Linked DNA regions of Arabidopsis thaliana: region 1 is linked to region 2. Evidence: chromatin contacts called from public ChIA-PET data. All regions are on one chromosome and are shown on one strand. Each heading gives the region's core, a stretch centred on a gene start, on an enhancer-like site or on the middle of the called end of the contact. The rest is flanking DNA. Distances are from core to core; before and after follow the strand shown.

Evidence for each region. ChIA-PET counts read pairs in DNA pulled down with a chosen protein or histone mark.
Region 1: an H3K4me3 ChIA-PET map of shoot shows a contact between it and region 2, with 10 read pairs. The contact joins the promoter of HY5 here to the promoter of UAP56a in region 2. A contact is called at or near these places in 1 of 2 datasets of contacts at active chromatin or transcription factors (shoot) and 1 of 3 other capture datasets (shoot).

The regions. Positions count from the first base shown.
Region 1 is chr5:3,593,259-3,597,849 of TAIR10.1, forward strand. It overlaps HY5 (Basic-leucine zipper (bZIP) transcription factor family protein), which reads right to left and starts at 1,815. Exons shown (of 4, transcript NM_121164.5): 1 at 1,446-1,815; 2 at 1,032-1,215; 3 at 765-921; 4 at 77-393. The coding sequence starts at 1,542. The coding sequence ends at 325. OCP3 (overexpressor of cationic peroxidase 3) reads right to left here and starts at 3,979. Exons shown (of 4, transcript NM_121165.4): 1 at 3,579-3,979; 2 at 3,014-3,391; 3 at 2,519-2,836; 4 at 2,016-2,427. The coding sequence starts at 3,818. The coding sequence ends at 2,299. AT5G11250 (Disease resistance protein (TIR-NBS-LRR class)) reads right to left here and starts at 13. Exons shown (of 6, transcript NM_001343173.1): 1 at 1-13. It overlaps AT5G11280 (tail fiber), which reads left to right and starts at 3,958. Exons shown (of 3, transcript NM_121166.4): 1 at 3,958-4,163; 2 at 4,477-4,591. The coding sequence starts at 4,063.
Region 2 is chr5:3,550,853-3,556,161 of TAIR10.1, forward strand. UAP56a (DEAD/DEAH box RNA helicase family protein) reads left to right here and starts at 2,244. Exons shown (of 12, transcript NM_121155.4): 1 at 2,244-2,345; 2 at 2,463-2,594; 3 at 2,827-2,927; 4 at 3,385-3,557; 5 at 3,657-3,888; 6 at 3,969-4,087; 7 at 4,772-4,828; 8 at 4,921-5,105; 9 at 5,214-5,309. The coding sequence starts at 2,482. APT5 (adenine phosphoribosyltransferase 5) reads left to right here. Exons shown (of 6, transcript NM_121154.4): 1 at 1-12; 2 at 93-203; 3 at 432-524; 4 at 610-759; 5 at 851-909; 6 at 1,063-1,403. The coding sequence ends at 1,134.

The sequences.
Region 1 (4,591 bases), core at 565-3,064, 42 kb after region 2:
GAGGGATAGGGGCAAAAAGGAAAAAAAAAAGAGTAAAGATTCCACTATCCCAGAATTTGTTTGGGACTTTGAACTGCGGGAATCGAAAACGCAACCTTTCTACTACAGTGTCACAATGTCATATCATAGAACAAAAATTAGCTTATTTTTGTTATAAAACAACATTATGTTTCAATTAAGAGAAATCTAAGACTACAATAAGAGAACTTGGTCTACAATTGCAATATTAGCTCTCACATCCCATATAATTTTAACATGATAATTATTGATACAATTCTCTGTAAATTTTATCCACAAAAATATAACACAAGAAGAAGAAGGAGATCAAAGGCTTGCATCAGCATTAGAACCACCACCACCTCCTCTCTTGTTTCCTGTTGTGTTCTTCAGAATCTACACCACATAAAAAACATAACAACTCAAAAGACTTTATTACCACACACACACATAGAGATCCAACTTTGCAATCTCATCTTCTCCATTCATATAGAACAAAATGAGTGAGCATTTCAAGAACCATTGAAGAATTTACATGCCTTTTGAGAGAATATGCGAGTGAATGACCATTTCAAGAACCTACATGCCTTCTGAGAATTAATCTAAAGCTTAAGTTAGCTTCTTAGATCCTTTTAACTAACTAAACTAATTATTGGTCAATCCTAGACTCGTAAATGTGATAAACCAGTACTGTGATATATCAAAAAACAAATGGCAAAAGCATTGACGTTGCAGGTTAAGTCAACAGTAAGATCGACAAAACGTACATGTCTAAGCATCTGGTTCTCGTTCTGAAGAGTAGAGAGTCGCTCTTCAAGTTCAGAGTTTTTGTTCTCCAAGTCTTTCACTCTGTTTTCCAACTCGCTCAAGTAAGCCTTTTTCCTCTCTCTTGCTTGCTGAGCTGAAACTCTGTTCCTCAACAACCTTTTCACCACAAAATTACCAAACAACCCCATCACGCAACCGTTATTTAACATAATCACCTTCCATATAAAGGGTAAAAATGTAAATTCAATGAATAGAGAAAAAGACACCTCTTCAGCCGCTTGTTCTCTTTCTCCGCCGGTGTCCTCCCTCGCTTCCTTTGACTTTCTCCGACAGTCGCCTGTGTCCGCTCCTGACCGGTCGCCGATCCAGATTCTCTACCGGAAGTTTCTTTTCCGACAGCTTCTCCTCCAAACTCCGGCACTCGCCGTATCTCCTCATCGCTTTCAATTCCTTTAAAACATAAAAGAGACTTTAGACGAAAAGTTTCAAACTTTTTAAATACAATAAAAAATTGCAGATCTTCTGGGGGAGACTAAAAGTTGTGAATCTAGATGTGAATCAATGGTGATACAAAATCTAGATGTGAATTTACTAGATATCCAATGCATGAGAATGAAAATCAATGAGATCACTCGTTGGGAGAAGATATGAAAATAAAACAATCGACAATTTTTGTTTACCTTCTTTGATCTCCAAATGTGGAGCAGAGCTTGATGACCTCTCGCTGCTTGATGGTAAAGAGCTTGCAGCTAAAGAGCTAGTCGCTTGTTCCTGCATTTTTCTTACTCTTTGAAGATCGATCAGGCGAGAGAGAGAGGGAAAGATTTGTTGTCTTAGTAGCGAAGCTGGTGAAAAGGATAAAGAGGAAAAGAGCGGGACTTGGGATTTACAGAAGAACTTGGAAAGAATCTAATTGCGAGACATTTTGGGAAGGAATAGATTACTCTGGCTACCGCCGTCAGATCTCTGAAGAATCGAACGGATATCGAGAGTGAATCGTGGAGAAAGGTGAGCCTTGAGGAAATACAAGGATCCAAAGGCAATTGAGATTGGAACGTGGGTGGATTTTAGCCGTTAGATCTGGTTAGCATCTTACGGTGAATAATGGATAGGGGAGCTAATTGGGTGGGCCCCATTCCTGTCCTTGGACAGAAAAGTTTGGTCTGAGTTCTTTCATTCTGTCACATGGCCCACGCCTAGGGCAGTGCTTTCAAAAGTGTCGTGAAAGTAATTTATTTTATTTTTGGTGATTTGTTTTTGTCATGCATTAAAATTAAACTTTATAGCCGCCATAAACCAAACAAAGTTGAAACGGTTTTCTACAAGACACAATCTCAGCAAGGAAATAACTAAAAACTGAATACAAGATATCCTAAAATTTCATAGTCCAACATATCCAGCCACACCATTGGACAGAATCTACTACTATAAACACTCCTCGTATCACCAAAAAAACTTGTCCTTGACGACAATGTTGATGAGTTTCTGAGAATCAAGTATACAAATCATTGCCATCTCAACGTTAACATTAGATCAAACCGGAGCTTGATATGGAGCTCGCTTATCTGGAACTCCGTCTTCTGCTCTTTTATCTTCGAACCACTTCAAAACTCGCTTCCTTGGAAGATTGGTCACTTGAACAATGCTGCTAACCACAGCATTCTATTCACAGCATCATCAAACATGATCATATGTGAGATAGAGCATTCAAGTAACATAGAAATTGATTCAAATGTAAAAGGAGAATCCTTACAGTGGGTCGTTTTGATCTTCTGTAAACTTTCTCTAGCGTTTCAATGTGAGCTTTCTTCACTCTTTTCTGAGCAGACCATCTCTGTTGCATCACATGAACTGCTTCATCTTTTACTTTTTCCTTAGGTTCGACCACAACATCTTCAGCTGATAATGATTCCACAGGACTTGGATCAGGTGAGGAGTTCTCAGGTGCTGCTACTGGCGGTTTTTCATCTGGTAGTGTAGCACTTAGCATTAGCAGCTTTGGAGGCGGGTCACGAAGCAATTCAAGAACATAAGCCCTGTCAAGACAAACCTCAGCTGCCAGATTTTTAATCTACAGATCACAACAAAACCATCCGTTATCAATTATGCATTTGAAAACCAGAGAACTACTTGTTCTTTGTCAACTCTTAAACAATTCGTAAGCAAAATCTCCAAAGCAGACACTAACTCAAGCACTATGCTTTACACAATGTATTCAACATCACTTCAACACTGAACTAAAACTTACACTAGTTTTACGACGCCCAGCTTTCAATGCATAAGCCAGTCTTTTAAGCTGCCAATTCTTCAGCTTAGTCGGTCTTTCATCTTCTTCGCTGTCATCATCATCATCATCATTATCATCATCATCATTATCATCATCATCATTATCAACATCAACATCAACATCACCAGTGACTGAACCAAACAAGTCGATGTCATCAACATCGTCACCAACACCCAATGCTCGAGCTAACTCATCGGCTAATGCCTCTAACTCTTCCTCACTTATCTCCTCATCATCCGAGTTATCATTCTTCAAATCTTCTTCTAAAAGATTAAACAATGCCTCAAATGGATCCTCCTCCTCCTCACCTCCTCCATTATCAGCTCCATCCAAACTTTTCTGCCACAAACCATGAAATCAAAGGCTGATACAAAATCAAAAAGAGCCAAAGTCTAATTCGAGGATTCACCAATTCTAACCGATAATAGCTCACTTAGTTAGTGTATCCAAATTCTAGTCAAATTCGGCGAAAGCAGCAGGTAAGAGCAATTGCGAACATAAATCATTCTCATTCTGATTTTCTTACCTTTTTGTTTTTCTTCGGAGACGAAGAAGACGAAGACACGAATCCTTTTCGATTCTTGCCACGAGCAAAAACAAGTACAGACCGAGACGGATTGAGAATTGGAAGAGATAGACCACAAGGACTAGCGTTCCGATTCCGAAACAGAACTCTGTTGACGGATAATCCTGACGACGAAGAAAACGACGGAGGATGAAGATGAGAGACGACGCCGGCAGAAGATAGAGCCATGGCTTTTATCATCAAAACTGTTTGCTGTTTTCAGCAGCAGTGAGAAAAATAATCGGATTTTTATATGAATCTTTGTAAACGACGTCGTTTATCCCTTAAAGATCTAAACACTGACTCCGTTTTGTGTTTACAGTGTAGCAAAGCGTGTCGTTTATAAAGTATTTATTTTGTTCTTCGTCGTTATCGTCTGGTAACAACGGGTCCACTCTGCATCTCTCTCTCTCTCTCTAGATTTGATTTCTTTGCGGGCTTGTTAATGGCGAACCCAGGGCAATCAAAGGGATGGATAAAGAAATGGACGTCTATGGCTTCATCGGTTTACTTCGTCTTGATCTTATTCCAGATCCCTCTCTTCAGGTAAATTCATACTAAAACAAACTCTCAGCTGCGTAATTCGAACCCTATATTTCGTTATCTAGTGATGCGTCTATGAATCCGATATGTGGACGACGCTTAGTCTTTCTCTTGCGTAAGGTTGATTAATGAAAAACTTGATTTCTGATTCATTTTCAAGTTTCCGCATTTTTGTGTAGCTGGTTTTAGTATGAAACTCTAAGCTGATTCAAAATTTTATCAGTTGATTAGAATCTTAATAATATGGATCATTAGTCATTACTTGGTTTGTTTGTCTCTCTGGTTGATCTGACTTGAATCGTAATCTTAAAAACAGAGTTCCATGTAGATCTGGTATGTGTTCATCGCCAATCCATGTGACATCGTCTCAGTTGATTTCTAGTGAGATCTTTCCTGTTCCGATGATTAAGGCTCTCTTATACCCTGGTGCT
Region 2 (5,309 bases), core at 994-3,493:
TCCCTAAGAAAGGTCTTTAAAACTTCTTGTTCCTCTGTTTTTTCTGTTCTTTGTTCTGTTTTTGCAATTCTCTGAAGTTGTTTCTTGGACAGGGATTATGTTTCAGGACATAACTACGTTGTTACTGGATCACAAGGCGTTTAAACACACAATTGATATCTTCGTAGATCGTTACAAAGACATGCAAATCTCTGTCGTTGCTGGTAAGACTCCTCTGTTTTTTTTCCTTTGTTCTTCCTTATCCTCTCATTTCTTTACTACAGTGTTTCGTCATCAAGTTTGTTAAGTAACGCCAAAAACTATGTGTCTTTCTAAAATGGGTTTACATCATATAAGCAAACAAAAGACAATTAAAAAAAGGAGAAACAAGAATTGTCTTTTTCTTCATTAAGAAATTAATATGTTTGTTTACATCCAAATGTATTATATAGGAGTTGAAGCAAGAGGTTTCTTGTTTGGTCCTTCCATTGCATTAGCCATCGGCGCAAAGTTTATCCCTTTGCGTAAACCAGGAAAATTACCAGGTTTTTTTACTGCATTATCTGTTTTGGTTATTGTGATAGAGAAGCTCTTGAGATTCTGAAAAATTGGCGAAACTATAAAATATAGGGAAAGTGATATCGGAGTCTTATGAGCTCGAGTATGGGCATGACCGTTTAGAGATGCATGTTGGCGCTGTTGAGCCACGCGAACGCGTCATTATCATTGATGATCTTGTTGCTACTGGCGGCACTCTTTCTGCCGCAATGAGCCTATTGGGTTTCTTTCTTTCTTCTTGTTTTCTTTTTCAGTTTTTAAAGAGAATTTTTTGGTCTTGAATTGTAATGTGATACAGTTTGACGTTTTACAGAGAGCCAAGGAGCTGAAGTTGTTGAGTGTGCTTGTGTTATTGGCTTGCCTGAAGTCAAGGTGAGTCACATTTATCTTACTTGTCTAAGAAGTTATCTCTGGTTTTGTTCTTTTGAAATGATTTCTAAAATGTAGTGATAGAGTTAGTTTTTTTGTTATAATCTCAACTCAAATTTGCTCATTGAGTTTGTGAAAATTTTGAATTGTTTTTAGGGGCAACACAAGCTCAAAGGGAAGCCGCTTTATGTGTTGGTGGAGCCTAGTGGATTAGATGAGTTCTGTTAGGATACATACCGGTTACTTCCGGTTCAGTTTTCTTTCCCTGCAGAGTTCATGTTCTTTTTTTCAAAATTTCTAGGGTTCCAACTTCTTGTATTCGTTCTCGTTTATTGATCTCTGTAGATTTTGAATTTTGATGTGTACTTTCCACGGCAGTGGTTGGTAAAAAACCGAGATACTGAAAAGAGTCTTTACATTTCCCGGTTTGGTGGAATTTCTGATGGATCACTAACTCATGTTAATCAGTTTATAATAACTGTAATCATTAAAAGGGTAAAGATACGTTCGTAATTTATGCGGGAAATCTAAAAAGTACAACTAGTAGGTTTACTAAATTTAATGCTGATATTACTGAGCACTGATAAAGTTGGTTGTATTCTACGACAAAACTATTCATTACTGCAATATTGGTCCATATTTTTGCTTCAGCACTGCTGCAAGTTTTTCTTTGTTTCTCCCTAAACTTAACAACTTACTTCACTGATTTCAAATTATAAATTGAAAATCGTTAATAAAGTTTTCATGATACAAATTATTACATAAGCAAACTACTGTATGTGTTATTTATTGAAGACTATAAAACAATAAAAGTGAAAGTACACAATGGCTTTCCTTACAAAGCTTTATTTGCTAATAAACAGAAGAGTCTGATGGATAACTTGAGAACTCAGCAGAGCTGGTTAGATCGCGAAATCGGATTAGGGTTTCGAAATCTCTGAATTGCAAGAGTAAAAATATCTGAGCTTCGTCCAAACGATTCCAAAGAGAGTGAAAGATATGGTTGAACTCAGTCTAAATTGGGTTTTGTTTTAATTAATGGGCCTACAATTTTGTTGGGTCCTTGAAACAAAAACATTGTTATTAAGGGAAATGAAATATCTTAACTAAACCAATTTGTTATCTATTGTGCTCTACTGTTCTGTTCGTATTGACTCGAACCCACTAAACCAAGACGAGCCCTGACCGTCATTGTCTAAATTGACTCGAACCCACTAAAGAAAAAAAGAAAAAAAAACTTAGATAATAATTGGCGCAGAAGGGCCGATTAATAAAAACTTTAGGCCCATTAAAGTAAAGCTTATTGTCAACCCTATCCAGTCTCCTTGTATATATTTATTTACGACACCAACGCGGCGTTGGTGATTCATTCTCTTCAGTCAGAGATTTCGAAACCCTAGTCGATTTCGAGATCCAACCAACTCTGCTCCTTATCTCAGGTAAAATTCTCGCTCGAGAACTCAATTGCTTATCCAAAGTTCCAATGGAAGATGCTTTCCTACTGAATCTTAGGTTAATGTTTTGGATTTGGAATCTTACCCGAAATTTCTCTGCAGCTTGTTGAATTTGCGAAGTATGGGAGACGCTAGAGACAACGAAGCCTACGAGGAGGAGCTCTTGGACTATGAAGAAGAAGACGAGAAGGTCCCAGATTCTGGAAACAAAGTTAACGGTGAAGCCGTGAAAAAGTGAGTTTTATGATTTCCTCGATCTGTTTCATGAGATAGTGGATGTTTAAATTTAGGGTTTTCTTAGATTACTGCTTGATAACAACCGACTAAGTTCTTCAATTATCTATGTGTTTGGTTAGTTGCTTAACTTTATGACAATTGACTAAGTTCTTCAATGCTAAAATTCCTGGAACCTACCCAATATTAGACGGTCATGTGTTTATCATCTTGTATTTTCTCTTTGTGACAGAGGGTACGTGGGAATACACAGTTCTGGATTCAGAGACTTCCTTTTAAAACCGGAGCTTCTCAGAGCTATTGTTGACTCTGGATTTGAACATCCATCTGAAGGTTATTACAATGAAATACACCCTACCTTTGACTTTTCTGCCTTGCCTTTCACCATTCTATTACCGAATGATATTGTATAATTTACAGAAGTGACTTCTCCATAAGATGTTTTAGTTGTCCGGAAACTTTTAATTATATGTACTTCGTCTAGTTTTGAGAAGATATGTTGGTTAAAGATATTTTATACTTTATCTTGGTCCTTTGCTTATCATCTAACTAAATTAAAAAAAGTTTGTGTTGAGGTCAAATTCTTTTTTATTTCCTGTTATAATGGTTTTTGTTTTCTTTGTTTATTAACGTTTCACTGATTACTTTTTCCAGGTAATAAACGATATTTCAATCTATTGGTTTGGAGTGAGCTTAAACATGTGCTAAAGCCACCAATTTAAAAGATATGGAGGTTATCATCTACTTATAAAGGCTTTCTTCGGTACAATTTTCTTTGGTTCTCCACCAGTGCAACATGAATGTATCCCTCAAGCTATCTTGGGCATGGATGTCATCTGCCAAGCAAAGTCTGGTATGGGGAAGACTGCTGTGTTTGTCCTGTCTACTCTACAACAGATTGAACCATCTCCTGGCCAGGTTTCTGCACTTGTCTTGTGCCATACAAGAGAGCTAGCTTACCAGGTATGACCTTCTTGTTTCACTCAGGTTCTTGGCTTATAGTTTTGTTGTACGTCTTCTTCCTCTAATGCTTTTTGCCTTGATGCTGACAATTACTTGCAGATCTGCAATGAGTTTGTGCGATTCAGTACCTATCTGCCTGATACAAAGGTTTCGGTGTTCTATGGTGGAGTCAACATTAAAATTCACAAAGACTTGCTGAAGAATGAATGTCCTCACATTGTTGTTGGTACCCCTGGTCGGGTGCTTGCACTTGCCAGGGAGAAAGATCTCTCTTTGAAGAATGTGAGGCATTTTATTCTTGATGAATGTGATAAAATGCTCGAGTCACTTGGTATGCTGATTTCTGACATCATTATTACATCGATCCCTGAATAATTTTATGTTTTAACACTTTAACTTTTTTTTTACCAGACATGCGAAGGGATGTGCAGGAGATTTTCAAGATGACTCCTCATGACAAACAAGTAATGATGTTCTCAGCAACGCTCAGCAAAGAGATACGCCCAGTCTGCAAAAAATTTATGCAAGATGTAATGTTCCATGGCCAATTCTCTCTCCCTTTGCAAGTCTTCTAGTTTTCAACTATTTTTAGCCTTCTATGAGTGATCATAGCATTAGTTGAGCGTCTTCTGCGGTTCTGCCCTGGAAAAGCGGCAACTGATCTCTCAATGGGTCTCAATCCAATAATGGTTGGGTAGTTTGTAGGGAACGAGAACTGTGAGTGTGAGACTCTGTAGCTTTGGTATGGTTTCTATGGGTGATTATAGCATTATTTGGGCATCTTCTGCGGTTCTGCCCTGGAAAAGCTGCAACTGATCTCTCGATGGGTCTCAATCCACTAATGCTTTGGGTAGTTTGTAGGGATCGAGAACTGTGAGTGTGAGCCTCTGTAGCATTGGTATGAATGAGTGACCATTGCACAACAGGATCTTCTTTCGTCATTACCTTTTATTCAGTTTCAATTTCTTTGCAATTCTAGCAGTGCTGGGTGGGTTTTGGGTGGGGTACTGTGTTGTCCCAAGGTTTCATTGTGATTGTATGGGCCTTAATGTTCCGAGCAATATCGCTGTATCATAGCAAAACTCACATCTATGAAGAGAACCTGGTGGACGAGGATCTCAGATCAGGGGTTTTACATCCATCTTCACTTTTGTAGTGTAAATCATTTCCTGAGAAAAGCTTGCTAATTATTACCTGATATCTATTCCTTTCAGCCAATGGAAATATATGTCGATGATGAAGCCAAGTTGACTCTTCATGGGCTTGTCCAGGTACTCTTATCTGGTGTTAGGTCTTCTTATTCAATGGAAATATAGTTTGTTGTTTGATACTTAAAAGACCTTTTACTGTCATACTGTAACAGCACTATATCAAACTGAGCGAGATGGAGAAAAACCGGAAGTTGAATGACCTTCTTGATGCGTTGGACTTCAATCAAGTTGTCATTTTTGTGAAGAGCGTGAGCAGGGCTGCTGAGCTGAACAAGTTACTGGTGGAATGCAATTTCCCCTCAATATGCATCCACTCTGGAATGTCTCAAGAAGAGAGGTCTGTACATTCTCTTCAAAATTCAATGTTTTTGAAGGACCCTACCTGCTCTTAAAGCCCTCATGGAGAGGAGTCCAATTCTTAAGGCTAATACGATATGTTATGTAGGTTGACTCGATACAAAAGTTTCAAGGAAGGGCACAAAAGGATCCTTGTGGCGACTGACTTGGTAGGAAGAGGGATTGACATTGAGCGTGTCAACAT